2 separate regions of the Macaca mulatta genome follow, and region 2 is linked to region 1. A link is a contact called in public Hi-C data. All regions are on one chromosome and are shown on one strand. The core of a region is the stretch at or near the end of the contact, and the rest is flanking DNA. Distances in the headings are between cores, read along the strand shown. Region 1 holds the start of RNF14 (ring finger protein 14). Region 2 holds the start of GNPDA1 (glucosamine-6-phosphate deaminase 1).

Region 1 (3,391 bases), core at 366-2,865:
GAACTCATACTACATATACTATGAAAATCCTGCCATCTGCAGAAAAGAAATACAAAAGATGGTGTTAGGACCCTCTCCAAATTAAAATTCTGAATTTCCATGATCACCACTTAAGTCAAACATATCCTAACATACAGCCAATCCTAATCTACAGGTGCATGTTACTCTCCTAGGGCAGACTGACTGAGCCATGTGGTTAAAGGAGTATTTGCATGTGCCCAGCAATGACTGAGGACTTTTTATCTGTCTGCCCTCAGCCATGGGAGGAGGTAAGGAGGAACACCAAGGTCATATGAGAGGACAGGACACCATGCCCCATAACAAACAGCCTCTTCAGTTTCTTGTTTTTTCTCCTTTCCTCTTCTGCTTTTTGTATTCCTTCATTTGCCATCCCCCTCCAGTTTTTCCTCTCTTGTTCATGAATTAATACCACCAGTGGCACTCATGGTTAATTCTGATAACAGAAAAATACTTAAACAAAACAAGAATACACAAACAGAAACTTTTAAGTTTTATTCTAAACGCTTTAGAGCTAGGCTTCTTCACTGGGGTGAGGGGAAAAGGGAGTATGGTCTCAGATGGGTTATGGAGAATCCTATCAACACCCTAAAATTATATGCAAAAATACCATATACAAAACCATAATTAAAAAGTTACAGATTCTCGGATGTGTAACTCCCCAATAAGAATGAGATTCAGAATCAATTTACATTTATTGAGCACCTACTACGTACAGTATTAGGTCCTTTCACATTGTCTTATTTAATCTTAAACAATTTTACTAGGTGGGAATATATGGTGCTAATTAAGCTTTTTGTTTCTTCCTGTTAAAACATTTGCAAATGGGATGAGAGATTCATTTATGCAGTTTATGGTTTTAGGTTAGTGTTCTCCATCTGACTGCACATTAGAATCTTCTAAGGAGCTGTTTTTTAAAATCTGAATACCCAGGCCACACCCAGAACAATTAATTCAGGCCTCAGTAGTTGTCCAAGTTCTCCAGGTGATTCCAATATGCAGTCAGGGCTAGCAACTTCTACTCCAAGCAGTGTTTCAACAGTTCCTCATGACCTACCCTACTAGATTTCAGCTTGTGAAGCTGTCACTTGGAAGCCAGTACCTCAATTCTGGTTGCTACCCCCATTTCCTTCTCATTCTATCCATTTGGTCTTCGGGTGTCCTGGTCTGGGTTCAGCTCGCCACCCGGCGTGCGGAGTCGTTTGGGCGACTACCCCAAAACAGGGGCAAGTCCAAGGCTAGCTATCCGCCCCAGCGCTGGGATCAGAGGGCGCTATCCGGGCGTGTGAGCTGCTGGCCAGCCTGGGGCCTCCCAAAGAAGCAGGGCCCACACCTTTCTCTTCCTCCTCAGGAGCGTCCGGAAGGGAGTCCCGGCCAGCTGGGCTGCGGACGCCCGGTCCCGGGTTTGAGCGACTGAGGCCCACTGTACAGTCCTGGCCCGGTCCCCTTTTCTGCCTCGCGCGCCCAGAGAGCTGTCCCCACCGTACCTTCCGGCCACCCGGCAGTGCCAAGCTCCAAAGTTCCGCCCTCCGCCCTTGCCCGGGGCCCACTCACCGCCGCCAGCCGACCAGGCCTAGCAATTCCCTGCTCAACCGGCGCACCGCCTCTTCCGTTCTCGGGAGCTGTCAGCTGAGCCAAGCGGATCCCGCTGGTGGGGTAGTCGGCCTAGAGAGGACTCTGCGCAGCCGCCGTGGTCGCCCCTGTCTCTCGGGCGCCTCCCGCAGGCCCAAGGCGGCGCTGCCGGCGCGACCGCCGTCACTCCAACCACTGCGAGCCCAGTGCTCACAGGAGGCTGTTTTCAGTAGTTCTGATGGGGCCCGAGAATTCCAATTTTTACCAATCCCCAGAGGTGATCACGAGGCAGTGGTCTACCTAGGGCAGAGACTCTCACAACAATCCCAGACCTGCTTCTCTAAGTGGACTAAGCTAGCCTGCTTCCTCCCGTTTACCTTCTCAGAAATGCTGCCCGTCTTTCTGGAGCTCCACTGCAGAAGCACGCATTCATCGCTCATGTTATAACTGCAACACCGACCGCATTTATTGAGCAGTTAGGATGCTTCAAGCACTGTGATAAATGCTCTACGTAAATTTTCTATCTTCACTGTAACCTTATGATTTAGCTACCATTTGTTATTCTCACTTTACAAATAAGGAAATTGAGACTTAGGTGCAAAAACTTACAAAGGGTCACATGATTATCATCAGGCTAAGCAGAAATTAAAATTATATGCTTCCTACCTCACACCATATGCAAAAATTAACTAAATATGGATCAACGACCTAAATGTAAGAACTAAAACTATAAAATCTTTAGAAGGCCAGGCACAGTGGCTCACGCCTGTAATCTCAGCACTTTGGGAGGCCGAGGAGGGCGGATCATGAGGTCAGGTGATAGAGACCAGCCTGACCAACATGGTGAAGCCCCGTCTCTACCAAAAATACAAAAGATTAGCAGGGCGTGGTGGTGGGTGCCTGTAGTCCCAGCTACTCGGGAGGCTGAGGCAGGAGAACGGCACGAACCCGGGAGGCGGAGCTTGCAGTGAACCGAGATTGCGCCACTGCACTCCAGCCTGGGCGACAGAGCGAGACTCCCTCTCAAAAAAAAAAAAAAAAAAACCAAAAAACCCTTAGAAGAAAATGTAGGAGTAAATATTTATGAACTTGAATTAGGTAATAGTTTCTTAGACATGAAACTAAAGGCACAAGCAACAAAGGAAAAAAACACATAAATTGCATTCACCAAAGCTAAAAACTTTTGTACTTCAAAATGTCAGAGGCATTCGAACCAGAGCAACTTCATCTGGAGTAGGGGCTGGGTAAAATAAGGCTGAGCAACCTACTGGGCTACATTCTTAGACAGTTAGGCATTCCAAGTCACAGGATGAGATAGGAGATTAGCACAAGATACAGGTTATAAAGATCTTACTGATAAAACAGCTTGCCGTAAAGAAGTGGGCTAAAACCCACCAAAACCAAGATGGCCACGAGAGTGAACTCTGGTTGTCCTCACTGCTACACTCCCACCAGTGCCATGACAGTTTACGAATGCCATGGCAACGTCAGTAAGTTACCCTATATCGTCTAAAAAGGGGAGGCATGAATAATCCACCACTTGTTTAGCATATCATGAAGAAATAACCATAAAAATGGGCAACCAGCAGCCCTTGGCACTGCTCTGTCTATGGGGTAGCCATTCTTTCATTCCTTTACTTTCTTCATAAACTTGCTTTCACTTTACGGACTCGCCCTGAATTCTTTCTTGTGTGAGATCCAAGAACCCTCTCTTGGGGTCTGGATTGGGACCTCTTTCCTGTAACAAAAGGACACTATCAAGAAAATGAAAAGACAACCCACATAATAGAATAAAATATTT
Region 2 (3,391 bases), core at 665-3,164, 46 kb before region 1:
ACTTTGGGAGGCCAAGGCGGGCAGATCACCTGAGGTCAGGAGTTCGCGACTAGCCTGGCCAACATGGTGAAACCCTGTCTCTATTAAAAATACAAAAATTAGCTAGGCATGGTGGTGGGCACCTGTAATCCCAGCTACCCAGGAGGCTGAGGCAGACTTGCTTGAACCCGTGAGGTGGAGGTTGCAGTGAGCCGAGATCACACCACTCTACTCTAGCCTGGGCAACAGAGCCAGACTCCATCTCAAAAAAAAAAAAAAAAAAAAAAAAAGATTTCTGACTGAATTTAAAAATAAACAAAAACTACACAAACACCAAGCCATTCACAGGCTCTCAGGATTTGGAAAATAAAAAACAAACAAACAAAAATAACACTGAGGCAAAAAGCAAGTCCCCCATAGTGTAAAGGTATCAGCTCCAACATCTCTGGTCTCATCAGGGCCTCACCAGGTGAAGCCTACTCCTAGCAACCTGGTCTGGAGCTGCAGCTGGGCCCAAGGGCTGGGTGAGCGCCTGGGGCTGTCCACAGTGAGCAGATTCAGCAGAATTGCAGATCGTGGCCACCCGGCTGACTGAGGAAGGCCCTGTCACCTGTCATGAAGCCAGAATTCCTTTGGCCTTTTGCTGCGGGAGGAAAATTAGGTTGATTCAGGAGATCTCGCCACTGCTCCCTAGCACTGACCAAAGTCCGGGATGTCGGACTGTGAGGTCATATATCACAAGTCTCTGTACTCCTTTGAGCCCCAGTTTCCATATCAATAAAATGGCGGTAATCATATCTGACGATTGGGCAGGATTCTATGAAATAATGGGCACAAAGCTCTTGCAAAACCCTATGTAATGGAAGATGTTACTGAGGACCAGCACTCAAGTCCTTCCTCCAGCCTCTGCATGGAAAGTTCCCAAGTGTCCCTAGAAGTCTCGAACACTCTAATGTTGAGTGGAAAGAATACGATGGATCTCTTGTTCTGATATAGAAGCGTCCCAAATTCAGTCATACCAGCTGGGAGGCAGTGCCCGCTAGCGGTAAAAAGCATGGATTTGGGATTTGGACAGATTCCCCTGAATTGAAGTCTTAGGCAAACCACTGGTGCCTCTGGCCAAGTTAACTTTTCTCTCCAAGCGTCAGTTTCTCCACTCGTTAAAAAGTAATGGCAAACCTACTACTGGAGCTTAATAAGGATTAAGTGAAATAATGCAGGTCAAATATCTGACCCTTGATATATATAAGCCTCATGTGTATGTGTTCCCATTTATGTAAAATAACAGTGTAAGCATATTCATAGAAAGCAATTCAGAATGTACTCTAAGCAATGGTTATCTTGGTGTGGGGAGTTGGGGAAACCAAGGGCCTGCCTTTTTCTCTATTATATAATGCTGCAAAGTTTGATCTTTAAAAAAGGACTTTAAAAAGTCCAATTGTATTTTAAACAACAAAAGTTTTAATACCTGGGTAAATAAATGCCATCTAAACAAATAAAGAAACTGAAGACAGAGCCAGGCCCAACCCTAGGAGACTGAGGCAGCGATTCTGCTTTGCCTGCCCCCAGCTCAACCTCTGCACTAAAAACCCCGGCCCCAGCCCCAAGTTCCAGAGGGCTGTATTCCTGGGGGCGACCCGGCACGCCTCAAGTCTCCCTCCTCTTGCACAAAAAAAAAAAAAAAAAAACCAAAAAAAACACCAGGCTCGAATCCCCGCCTCTCAAGGGAAAGTGTGTTTTTTACGGTCTGTTCCAGGGCCTGCCGGAGCCACCGGCCGAGGTGAGACTGTGAGTGGCCGGAATCCCTCCGCCGAGAGAGTCAGTCCCAGTAGCTGCGGCCCCGCTGAGTCAGCCCAGCGGGCGGCGCACGCTGCGCCGCGTGACCCGCAGCCACGTGACCCGCGCCGGGCCGGGCCGCCGGCGCAGTAGCTGCAGCCGCCGCGGGAGGCGTACGCGTAAGTGGGGAGAAGGGCTGGCGGGCACCTTCCTCGCGGGCCGAAGCGCGGAGCGCTGCCCCAGCCCTACGGCACCCGGGGTCGGGACCCCGGGGAGCCGCTCTCACACATTTTCCAGCCGGGATCGGAGGGTCGATGGGGTGGTAATCGGGGTGGGGGACACGCTGTACCCCACCGACGACCGCGCGGGCCACCTTCGCCTCTTGCTTTCCCACTCCCACTAACCGCAGTGCTGGGGGAGCAAAACGTCCTCCTTCTGGAGCGATTACCTTTTACCTTTTGTGCTTTGGGGGAAACTGAGGACCCAGAGGGGTTCGCAAAGCAAGGCGGGCCAGTAGGAACACCCCTCCGCTAGTCCCTCAGCACACAGCTCCCCAGGCAGAGCTCATTGCCCCACCTGCTCTAGTGGCCCAGCATGATCCTATGACCCCTCTACTTCTTGAGGAAGAGTCTTGGGGTAGAGGGCGGGGAGTGTGGAGAGTATCCCGCTCCCGTGGGGGCAGGGATGAGGGAGGCGGGGCTGAGCAGAGCATCTATCCGGATGGTAACAGCCAACATAGTAAATACTAAGTGGTTTACACGCATTCTCTCATTTCGTATTACCCGTCGTGAAGTCTGTGAAGTAGGTACTATTGTCCCAATTTTTATAAAGGAGGAAACGGCTCAGAGAGAACTTAGGTCCTTCGACCGAGGTCCTTTAGTTGGTAAGTGAAGGAGCTGAGATTAGAACCCAGATCTGCCCCCAGTAGCGCCTCCTAGTGGACTGTGGGTGGTGGAGGCGACTGGCCCAACCTCTTAGCTCCTCTGTGAATAGAAAGGCCTTTTTCCTGGCTCAGACAGCTTGGGAAGGGGGGATTGTTGCTGGGTAAGAGAGGCTTCTCCCACCACCTCCATCTCTTTCTCTGCCCCTTACCATTGATTCCTTTCTGTCATCCCCTCTCCCCCACTGCAGGACAAGATGAAACTCATCATCCTGGACCACTATTCTCAGGCCAGCGAGTGGGCGGCTAAATACATCAGGAACCGCATCATCCAGTTTAACCCAGGGCCAGAAAAGTACTTCACCCTGGGGCTCCCCACTGGTGCGTTCTTGGATGGAGAGGGTGCCGTGGATAGGAGTGGAGAGAGTAGGCAACAGGGGCCAGGTACACGGGCTCACTCAGCCAAGGGACTTCACGGGGGCTCTGGGGTACTGGTGCTGAGAGAGTACCTTCCTGCCCCTTCCACATACAAAGGACCCAGCTTCCCTTATGGGTTGGTTTAGTGCTGCCTGTTCCTGCAGAATCCTGGAGCAGAAGGGATATTGGTTAGGTAGGAAGAACTTGATTTTTAGGCTACATCCTAAGTCAGCCTTGTCCACCAGGGTTTCTTAACAGAATTAAGTCCTGATACCCTAAGGCATTCATTTTATGTAATGAATTAATTTCTCTTCTCTATATCTAGAGGGGTACTAGCTA

The links. A called contact is a pair of places that touch in the nucleus more often than the background predicts.
Region 2: a contact with region 1 is called in a Hi-C map of liver, with 3 times the contacts expected there. The contact joins the promoter of GNPDA1 here to the promoter of RNF14 in region 1. A contact is called at or near these places in 2 of 14 Hi-C or Micro-C datasets (fibroblasts and liver).

What each region holds. Positions count from the first base shown.
Region 1 is chr6:150,823,414-150,826,804 of T2T-MMU8v2.0, reverse strand. RNF14 (ring finger protein 14) reads right to left here and starts at 1,615. Exons shown (of 9, transcript NM_001260813.1): 1 at 1,573-1,615; 2 at 1-36.
Region 2 is chr6:150,869,421-150,872,811 of T2T-MMU8v2.0, reverse strand. GNPDA1 (glucosamine-6-phosphate deaminase 1) reads left to right here and starts at 1,914. Exons shown (of 7, transcript NM_001257944.2): 1 at 1,914-1,934; 2 at 2,887-3,016. The coding sequence starts at 2,893.